Regions from separate parts of the Hordeum vulgare genome. Here region 2 is linked to region 1. Evidence: chromatin contacts called from public Hi-C data. All regions are on one chromosome and are shown on one strand. Each heading gives the region's core, a stretch centred on a gene start, on an enhancer-like site or on the middle of the called end of the contact. The rest is flanking DNA. Distances are from core to core; before and after follow the strand shown. Region 1 holds the start of LOC123426809 (ruBisCO large subunit-binding protein subunit beta, chloroplastic-like). Region 2 holds the start of LOC123430326 (E3 ubiquitin-protein ligase EL5-like).

The links. Hi-C and Micro-C count contacts between places; a contact is called where the count stands out from the background.
Region 2: a contact with region 1 is called in a Hi-C map of leaf, with 5 times the contacts expected there. The contact joins the promoter of LOC123430326 here to the promoter of LOC123426809 in region 1. A contact is called at or near these places in 2 of 6 Hi-C or Micro-C datasets (leaf and seedling).

Annotation. Positions count from the first base shown.
Region 1 is chr2H:492,087,530-492,092,251 of MorexV3_pseudomolecules_assembly, forward strand. LOC123426809 (ruBisCO large subunit-binding protein subunit beta, chloroplastic-like) reads right to left here and starts at 1,606. Exons shown (of 14, transcript XM_045110706.1): 1 at 1,433-1,606; 2 at 1,241-1,366; 3 at 944-1,081; 4 at 711-806; 5 at 378-620; 6 at 39-273. The coding sequence starts at 1,582.
Region 2 is chr2H:492,266,311-492,271,155 of MorexV3_pseudomolecules_assembly, forward strand. It overlaps LOC123430326 (E3 ubiquitin-protein ligase EL5-like), which reads left to right and starts at 2,587. Exons shown (of 1, transcript XM_045114192.1): 1 at 2,587-3,786. The coding sequence starts at 2,662. The coding sequence ends at 3,507.

The DNA.
Region 1 (4,722 bases), core at 356-2,855:
GAAGTTGCATCTGTTGATTTCGTGAACCAGTTATGTACCTCCTGTTATGATTGCAATGTCTTCCAAGCATTGGGTTTTTTGTTCACCAAAAGAAGGGGCCTTAATTGCTGCCACTTTGATCATCCCTGATAGCTTGTTTCTCGTCAAAGTAGCCAATGCTTCTTCTTCGACATCCTCGGCAATTATTAACAACGGGAAATCTTCTTTTACAGCACTAAAGCACACCTTTAAAAGTTCCCTTGGATCAGAAATTATCTTGTCAACCAACAGGATCTACAAAAGACAAAACAGAACACTTGAAATTATCCAGCAGAGTGATGTGTGTGCATCTTCTGATGCAGTGGCCTGGGAAGACATGATGGAGATATCTGCACTACCTTACAGTCAGTGTACTCCGCGGACATATTTGCATGATTGGTGACAAAGAAAGGTGAGAGGTAACCACGTTCAAACTGCATTCCTTCGACAACCTCCAAACTGTTTACAGTGCTTCTCCCGTTTTCAATTCTAACCATGCCTTCCCTGCCTACTCTTTTAAAAGCATCAGAAATCATGTTTCCGACAGCGTAATCATTTCCGGCACTAACTGCAGCCACGTGTGCTATTTCATGATCTTCAATCTAGAAGGCAGCAATTTACAAAACGTTACGATATCTTCATTAAGAACATACAGAAACATTCATAGTCATAGATTAACTGATAAACCATACCTCCCGTGACATCAACTTGAGTTCAGAAACCAAAGCATCAGCAGTCCTCCCAATGCCACGCGCAATTTGAACCGGATTCATTCCAGCAGCAAGAACCTACTTTTTGAAAATATTCAGATGCAGGTTTAGGTTTCAGAATTCTTTGCGTCACTCTTCATTATAGCAGAAACTTCTCTTGGCGCCTTTTCGAACCAAGAAAAATAGAGGACTAGTGTGATTCTGTATCAGCATACCTTCATTCCTTCAGCAATCAGGCCTTGAGCAAGGATTATAGAAGTGGTACACCCATCGCCGGCAATATCGTTCGTCCTGGCGCCGGCCTGTCTGACTAATTTAACTCCAAGATTTTCCAGCGGGTCCTCCAATTCGATCTTGTAGAATCCAGTAGAAAAAAGAAATGAGTTTACTGAAGATTCCAATCACTCCAAAAGATTGAAAAGGACCCAGACATTGCAAGAAGATTTTTTCGAGAAAGGGAATGTATAGACATCGCAAGAACATATACTGAATTTGAAGAGCAACGGGATTACCTCCTTGAGGACCGTCTCCCCATCGTTGACGATCTTGGGAGGGCCATACTTGTTGGCGAGCACCACATTCCTCCCCTTGGGACCGAGGGTCACCCCCACCAGCCGCGCCACCAAGTCCACACCAGCCTGCAAGAAGCTAAATTCAGAACGCATCACGAGTTAATTCGATGACGAGGCAAGTTGCTGCGTTACCTGCAACTTCTTGGTGGCGGAGAGGTCCTTGTTGAAGTGCAGGTCCTTGTAGACGGGCATCGGCGGCGTCTTCTTGGGGGAGAAGGGAAGGGTGGGGGCCTTGCTGGAGAGGGAGGGGGGAGGGGACGGAGGGAGCGGCATCCTCGACATGCTGCTTCTCTGTGCAGAGGTGAGAGGTTGGAGAGGTGGAGGGGCGATAAGGCTCGCTGTTGCTGGGAGGAAGGCCGTGGATACGCGGTTGCGTCGCGCCAAAACCGTGCTTGAAAGAAATATCTAGTCTGCCAGTCTCGGCGTCCCGGTCCCGCCAAAAGGGCGACGGCGAGGACGGCGAGGCAGCAGTTGTTGCGGCTGAGGAATAGCTAAAATCAACCTTCTTCCGCCAAATAGGATGATTTAATCAGGTACTCCGGCCGTTCCAAAATAACTGTCTTGAGTTTGTACTAGCTCTAATACAAAATTGTACTAAGCTTAAGATGGTTATTTTGAAACGGAGGGAGTAGTTGTTCTCCTTCCGTCAAAACAGCAGTGGGCGTGGACATGCGGTGGCTTGTGATGGACCAGGCGGACTCCGGCGCAAGCCCCCCGGCGCCCTGCCCCGGCTCCAACAGGTTTGCTTTCGATTTGCACGGCAAATGCAGGCGAATTTGCGGAACAACCTTGTATATGCCATATTAGAGTATCTCTGGCAGATTAAGCAACCAACCGGTCCGTAAAAATGATACTCACTCTATTTCATAATGTAGTTTCGATGTAAGAGCAACTCCAATGAAGGGCCCCAAAACGTCCGCCCGCGTCCGTTTGGAAGGGCGCGAACAAAAAATGAAGGTCCAATGCACAGACCCAAACTCAAAACGTCTCCGAGCGGATTCATTTCCGATCCAAAATTGCGCCTGAAATGCATCGATGCGGACACGGCGCGTACCTCCGTGCTCATCCACATGTGGCGCCGGGTCAAAGCCGACGTCGTCTTTATTAACGACGTTCGTTCACCGCCGGCCCACACGTCAGCAACCCATGGGCGTCCTTTTTAATCCGAGCGTGCGGGGGCGCGACCTCATCCTCTTCTAGAAGTCGTCCCCGTCCCCATCGAGCTACCCCTGCTCCCCCGCCGACGGCAAACCCTAGCCACCACCATCATGGGGTTCTTCTCCGTGAAAGACAAGGGCAAGTCCCCCGCCGTCCCTGTCTGCGCGCCGGCGTCTTCCCGTCCGCCTTGCCAGCGGGTCAGCGTGCCAGTGCACCACACGAGGTGGCACTGGGAGCACCGCGTCCCCTACCCCGATATCACGCTGCCGCGGGAGTGGCACTTGGATCCGGAGAGGATCCGAGTGCGAGCGGTGCCGCGATCGGCGCGGGCGCATGCAGAGGAGTTGAGGCGCCGTCGGGGGCAACTGACGTCAGAGTAGCAGCGCAGCCCCGTCTACGCTTCAGACTCCCCCGACTAGTATGACTGGTTCGCATGGGAGCACGAGGAGCAGCGCCGGCGTGGCGTCCGCTACGTGGTAGTTGGACCGCTCCCGTCCACCGTCATGCGCGAAGAGGACCAGGAGGTGGAGGTTGAGGTGGCATACTGATGACCCACAAGTGTAAGGGATCTATCGTAGCCTTTTCGATAAGTAAGAGTGCCGAACCCAACGAGGAGCAGAAGGTACTGACAAGTGATCTTGAACAAGGAATAACTGCAAGTACTAAAAGGTAACTTTTTATGGGTTTTCTTGTATAAGCAACAAGGAAATAAATGCAGGGAAAGTGTTGCTGAGGTGCAGCAAATGGCCCAATCCTTTTGAACACAAAGGATAAGCCGGGGGACTAAACTTATAAAGACTAAGGCGTTCTTGAGGACATATGGGAGAGACAGTCAAGTGATTTCGCCATATTCCGTCTAGTACTATGTTTTGTATTGATAAGAGTTATGTGGGTGGATCTTAACTAGTGCACCGTCTAGGCTAAGGCAAGTACACTCTTATGATTAAACTCCTTGCAAGCATCCGCAAATACAAGAGAGAAATTAAGGCAAAGCCTAACCATAGCAATAAGCTTTAGGATCCAACACTCCCTCGTGCAAAAGCATGCGAACTGGGTTCAGGTTTTTGTCACTCCGGCAACCCACCATAAGCATTCTTTATACACGATGCATTCTCCTAGACCCTTAAAAAGGTGAAGTGTTATATAGTCGACGTTCACATAACAACACTATAAGAATAACACCATAACTTAAATATCAATCAACACATATTACTTCAACATCATATGACTACTAGCAACTAGACTTCTCCCATGTCCTCAAGAACTAAAGTAACTACTCACAAGAAATAAAAGAGATCATGATCAGAGGGGATGAAAATATGATGAACAATCTGGTCATAAAAATAATTCTCCAACAATACTCAATAACATTCACCACAAAAGAGTAATCAACACCGGTAGAGTAAAGGGGATGAATAGTGGAAGGTACAACTCCGATTGCAATGGTAAAGTGAGATGGGGTGAAGATGGAGATGGTGTTGAGGGTGATGGTGATGATGATCTCGATGATGCCCGTGACGATGGTGATGACGATGAGGACGATCTCCCCTTCCAGGAGGAGTTTTCCCAATGGAATCTTCCCGCCGAAAAGGTCTTTTCTTCTGTGTAGGTTTTTGCCGTGGAGTGGCGGCGAAAGTGCGAAAACTCTTTTGTCCCCGTAACTTTTAGGTCACGAGGGTCATATAGGCCAAAGGAGGGCACCGGAGGCGGGACCCACCACCCAGGCGGCCTTTGGGCGCGACCTAGGGGTGACCCGTGCCACCGGGTCGCCTGGGTGCCTGGTGGCCCCCCTCCGACCCTTCTTCGGCATGTCTTTGTGATTCGTTCGGAAACTTCTTCCCCGTAAATTTCAGCGCAGTTGGAGATGTTCTGATATGGCAACTCTTCATGCTATTTTCTCCGCTGAATCCTGCGTCTGCTGTTTCGGCACCGGAAAGTTGTACCTGTGTAAAATAAGCCAAAACACTATAAGAACAACATCATATTGTGAAATATATCAATGAATAGAGACAAATTATGATACAAAATAGTGATGCATTTTGGACGTATCAACTCCCCCAAGCTTAGACCTCGCTTGTCCCCAAGCGAATACTGAGCTCGGTAAACCTATCCACAAGTTTAGAGAGTGAAGTGTCGATAAATAAGAATACAGACAAGAAGCATCATCATTTCTCTACTAAACTCAACCATTCTCAACAGCAATCTCAACTCATAAGGTTCATATGAAAGAGTAATATTAATTACAATCAAAAGTAGGGCTAAGG
Region 2 (4,845 bases), core at 1,337-3,836, 180 kb after region 1:
AATGACTTGTAATATAGGTGCATCTGCATATTTTTCTCGATATGCCACGAGAAAATATGATGTAGCACATCTGAAAGAACACGCCGAATTTCTCGGATCACTGCAGCGTCACCGTCGGTGATTATTGACTTTCGCTTCTGCTCACAGTTTGCCCTCATGAAAGTCTGAAGCAGCCACACATACGTCCCTTCAGTCTCGTCAAAAACAATGGCGCAACCAAAAATAGTTGTGCAATGGTGGTTATTAAGACCGACAAAGGGAATGAACGGCATACCATATTTGGTCATCTTATACATGATGTCAAACACAACCACATCTCCATAGTCCTAATAGTCCCTCCACGACTATGCATCACACCAGAACATACTCTTCAATCGCCCTTCCTTATCTAGCAAGTACTCGAAGAAGTCTGGCTCCTTTGCCTTTCTGCTCCTCATAATGCCCACTGCCGTCTCAGCATCACCCTTTGCAATGAGCTTCATTTTATCTCTGCAGCAAAGATTGTACATGTCCCACCTAACAAGTCCGCATTTATCGTACGAACCATACCTACCGATGAAGTTGTCCACCATTATATGCTTCCTGCTTCTAGCCCCTTGCATAGCGAGTATCTCTGCCCTCGTGCCATCTCCAATCGGTCTGTGTAACCACAAAAATGGAACCTCGTTGGCTCGAGCCATCACCTGGTTGTGATCACCCATGAATGATGCGACGAACCAAAGTCCACATGCCCTGTCCAGTTACACCACCATATGCGCACCGCACTCACATCGAGTCTCAGGTCTAAGCCTGCGGATGCGACCCTCCTTGGTTATGAATTTGCTCCGCCTTCTCCCTGCCCTAAAGCAAACGAACCGTGTCAACCGTATTTTTCCTGAATCACCCTTCCTTCGTTTCACCTTCTCTCTTCTGATGCCGAGTTGTAGAATATGTATGCATCCCCTTGGGACCGAAAAGTCATAGCCATAACCTTCCAATGTGTCTCCAACATCTGCTGCAGGTATTGAGCCTCCTCAATGTCCATCTTTGCTCCATCTTCACAACCATCAGGACCATCTGAGTCCTACAAAATTACATATGAAACTATGTCAGTTATTATCATCTATTACAAACTACCATGTGTGGTACAAAATGTTTGAACGAACCTGGCTCACGTTATCGACCCCCGAATCCTCAGAATTATTTTGCTCATTCTCAACGTCCACATCTTCCTATAAATTAAAAAACAGATAAATAATTACACATACAATACTCTGCCTGTTGAAAAATGAAATTAAATAGACTTCACATACGTTTTCACTGTGTGCATCATGTTCATTATTTTCAAAATCCTCTGAAGGTAAGATATCATATGATGACCAAGATTCGTTATCGTTGTTGTCATCATCTTCATTACTAGGATCGTCATCGGTCTGACTGACCTTATTCGTACCACTATCATCGATCGTAAATGAGGTTTCTTCGTCCATGTAAACACACGAGAGTACCAACATTGCACATCATTGACAAACACATTAGCCCATGTTAAATTCTAGGTTCATACAGTGGGTCATACAGATGAATAATCTCATGCAAAAATTGCAACATTTAACCTGTGAGCATTTCCATACGTGGTACAAGGGTTAGATGACAAACCTTGTGCGGCGGTGTCAACGTCTCCGGTGTGATTCATGACGGCGACGGCGTGGAAGACGACAAATCCACCTGCGGGATTACCGAACGGGTCTACGACGGAGGACAAGTGCGGTCACTGTCGGCGTTGGACGAGTGTGGTGGCCGGCGTTGGACGTCGGGACGGTTAGAGGCGGCGTGGGACGTCGGTAGGGTTACACGCGGCGGACACGGCGTAGATGCGGAAAACGACGACGTCCAAGACGTGGCCGGTCGCTTCAGCAACCGTTGACCGCGGCGTGAGACACGACGGGATTGGAACGGGCGGCGTGGGAGATCGGGGTGCTTATAGGCGGCGGGGGCGCGCGGCGTCGATGCAGAAAATGGCGACCCCGAGAACTCTGGGTGGTTACAGGCGTCGGGCGCGGGCGCGGCGTCGACGGGGAAGACGACGGGTTGCAACGAGGCGCCAGCGACGGCGGTCATCCACACTTCACGCGACCCCACGACGATCCAGATCAGCAGCCGCGTGATCGCCGGGCGGCAAGCCGGATCGATCACGATTGTTTTGCCTCTACGCGGGCTCGATGGTGGAGTGGTTTTTTTTTAATTTTGTGGGGGAAGGATGTACGCCTACGATACGAGAGGTGGGTATACATTTCTTTTCGTATGACCATTATGTCCTTGTACATTTTGTTGGGAGGTATACGGAAGCACTTCTCAATTCTTTTAACCCCCCGAAAATGGTACAAGATCCTTAATCTGAGCACTAGCGACGAGTAAATGTAGTTTTTTTTATAGTTCAATTGGTCTTTTAGGGGATTTAATTGGTAGAATAATATGTCTATATGTCATCAGCTCAACTCAACCACTAATCTTCACCCACGCCAACACACCAACTCCACCAGGTCGGTCCATGTACCACTACCAAACCCTCTCCAACAAAACAGAACAGTATTGAGAGACCAAGCTCATAAATCATAGCGGGCCACACTAGGTACATAGACGAAGCTCACTGCTCACGACCAAGTGCGGAGGCGCCGCTTCAACATGTCATCGTTGCCCGGGGACGACGCGGGCCGCGTTCTTCCCAGTGAACAGGCTCCCACCACGGCAGTCGACGGCGACGTCATCTTCTCCGCTGTCGCCGTCCTCTTCCTCGGCCTCGCCCTCGCCTTCGTTCTTTACCACTACCTCACCGTCAGTCGCCGCGGCGTTCGGGATGGGACCGGGACGGAGAGGGGCAGTCCGAGCCTCCGCGTTGGCGCAGCTTCTGCTTCCGGCGTCGCACAAGGCGTTGATCCGGTGGTGCTGCGGGCGCTGCCGGTGACGCTGTACCGTGCCAAGGATTTCGCGGATGCACTTGAGTGCGCCGTCTGCCTCGCCGAGCTGTCCGACGGCGAGGCGGCCAGGTTCTTGCCCAAGTGCGGGCACGGCTTCCACGCCGAGTGCGTCGACCTGTGGCTGCATTCCCACCCCACCTGCCCGCTCTGCCGCGTCGACGTCGACAAGCCGGACGCCTTGCCGCTGACTCTACCTCCGGTGCGCCATGAACCGGCGAATTACACCACAAACCTGCCGACCAACGTGCTGTTCTGGGGATCCCCGGACCCGGTCACGACTGGAAGAACACTCGGCGGCCCGAGTTCGTCTGGTGGAGCAGCGGCGGCGATCGTTATCGAGGTCCCGGAGGCCACGGAATCGGAGTTGGCGCCGCGTGATGGTGACGCCGGGAAGTCGCAGGGTTTGGCAAGGGTGAGGTCGATTAAGAGGCTGTGGAGCAGAGGAATTCGTGAGGTGGGTGCAAGTAGCAGTGCTAGTTCTTGCCACCCAGCCACTGGTCGTGCTCACACCGACGGCACTCTTGGTGTTGCTGCTCGCAATTTCGACCCGTAGGGACCGAAGATACGTTGGACTTTGAAGAAGGACCGTCTTCGACGTTCGTTGAAAGGGAGTGGCATTTACCAACATTTTGATGATATTTTTAGTTGGTCGAAAGGTGGCTGTTTCTTCAGCCTAACATGTCTGTTTCTTTATAAAAAAAAAGACTCAAATCTGTAATCCTCCCGGAAAATGTCATGTTGCTCTGAAAAAATCATCATCCCCGATACAAATAAAACTGTGGAAAAACGTTGGAAACGACATGCTCTACCAGCAAAAGCCAGTCATATAATATTTCCGATTTAATATCAGGGACTTGAGTCTGACTCTCCGGACAAACAGTTTTTTGGTCTTACTTTGTGACACCTCATGGTTTGTCCTTCATGTTTACCAAATACTTCTATTTTATAAAACGGGATCTCTCGAAACCGAATTTTGCCCCGCTTCAGAGAGAAATGAGGGCGTCCATTAATTAGCTTATACTCCCTCTGTTCCTAAATATAAGTCTTTTAAACGATTTTACTAGATGTCTACATACGAAGCAAAATGGTTGAATGTACACTCTAAAGTATGTCTATATACATCCGTATGTAGTCCATTAATGAAATCTCTACAAAGACTTATATTTAGGAACGGAGGGAGTATTTTCTAACGGTGCAGCTATGTGTAGGGATGGCAATAATATCTATTACCTAGGGTAAAAATCCCTTTAAGGCAAAGGTGCCGGTTTAAAAAATACCCATGAATATATAAATGGAAAAAAATTATAACCCATACCTCTACCTAGGCATTACTCGGGCCGGGCCAAAAAAAATGGACGCTAAAAACCCAAGCCCAAGCCCAGCCCGACCTGGCCGCTGGGCCTAAATTTTGGGCCCAAGCCCGACCCGAACCAAAAAAGCCTGACTAGGCCCGACAGGTCTGACCTGGCCGCGACATATATTTTTTTTAGGTCCGAGCCCGGCCTGAACTGACCATCGGGCTCAACTTTCCGGCCCGAGCCTGGCCCGATGGGACAAATAGGCCCGACCTGGCCCGGGATTTTCGGGCCGGCCGGGCCGGGCTGCCCATGCCCAGGTACCATACACATGTATCCATGTACCCGCATATAATCTAGAAAATAGGCCTTTAATATTCTTTTTCCACGTATAGAACGTATTATATGAGGATAAATCTCGCAACTAGCTAACCTCTAGAATGTCTTGCGGTTTATGACTATGTGCTTGTGTCATGGAGTGTTGTGGTTTATAAATTATTATTATAGGTTTTTATTATGACTATGAAATACTCAAATTGACGTGTTTCAAATTTGTGTAATTTTGCCTGTGGGTACCCATTTACCCTAATTGGTGA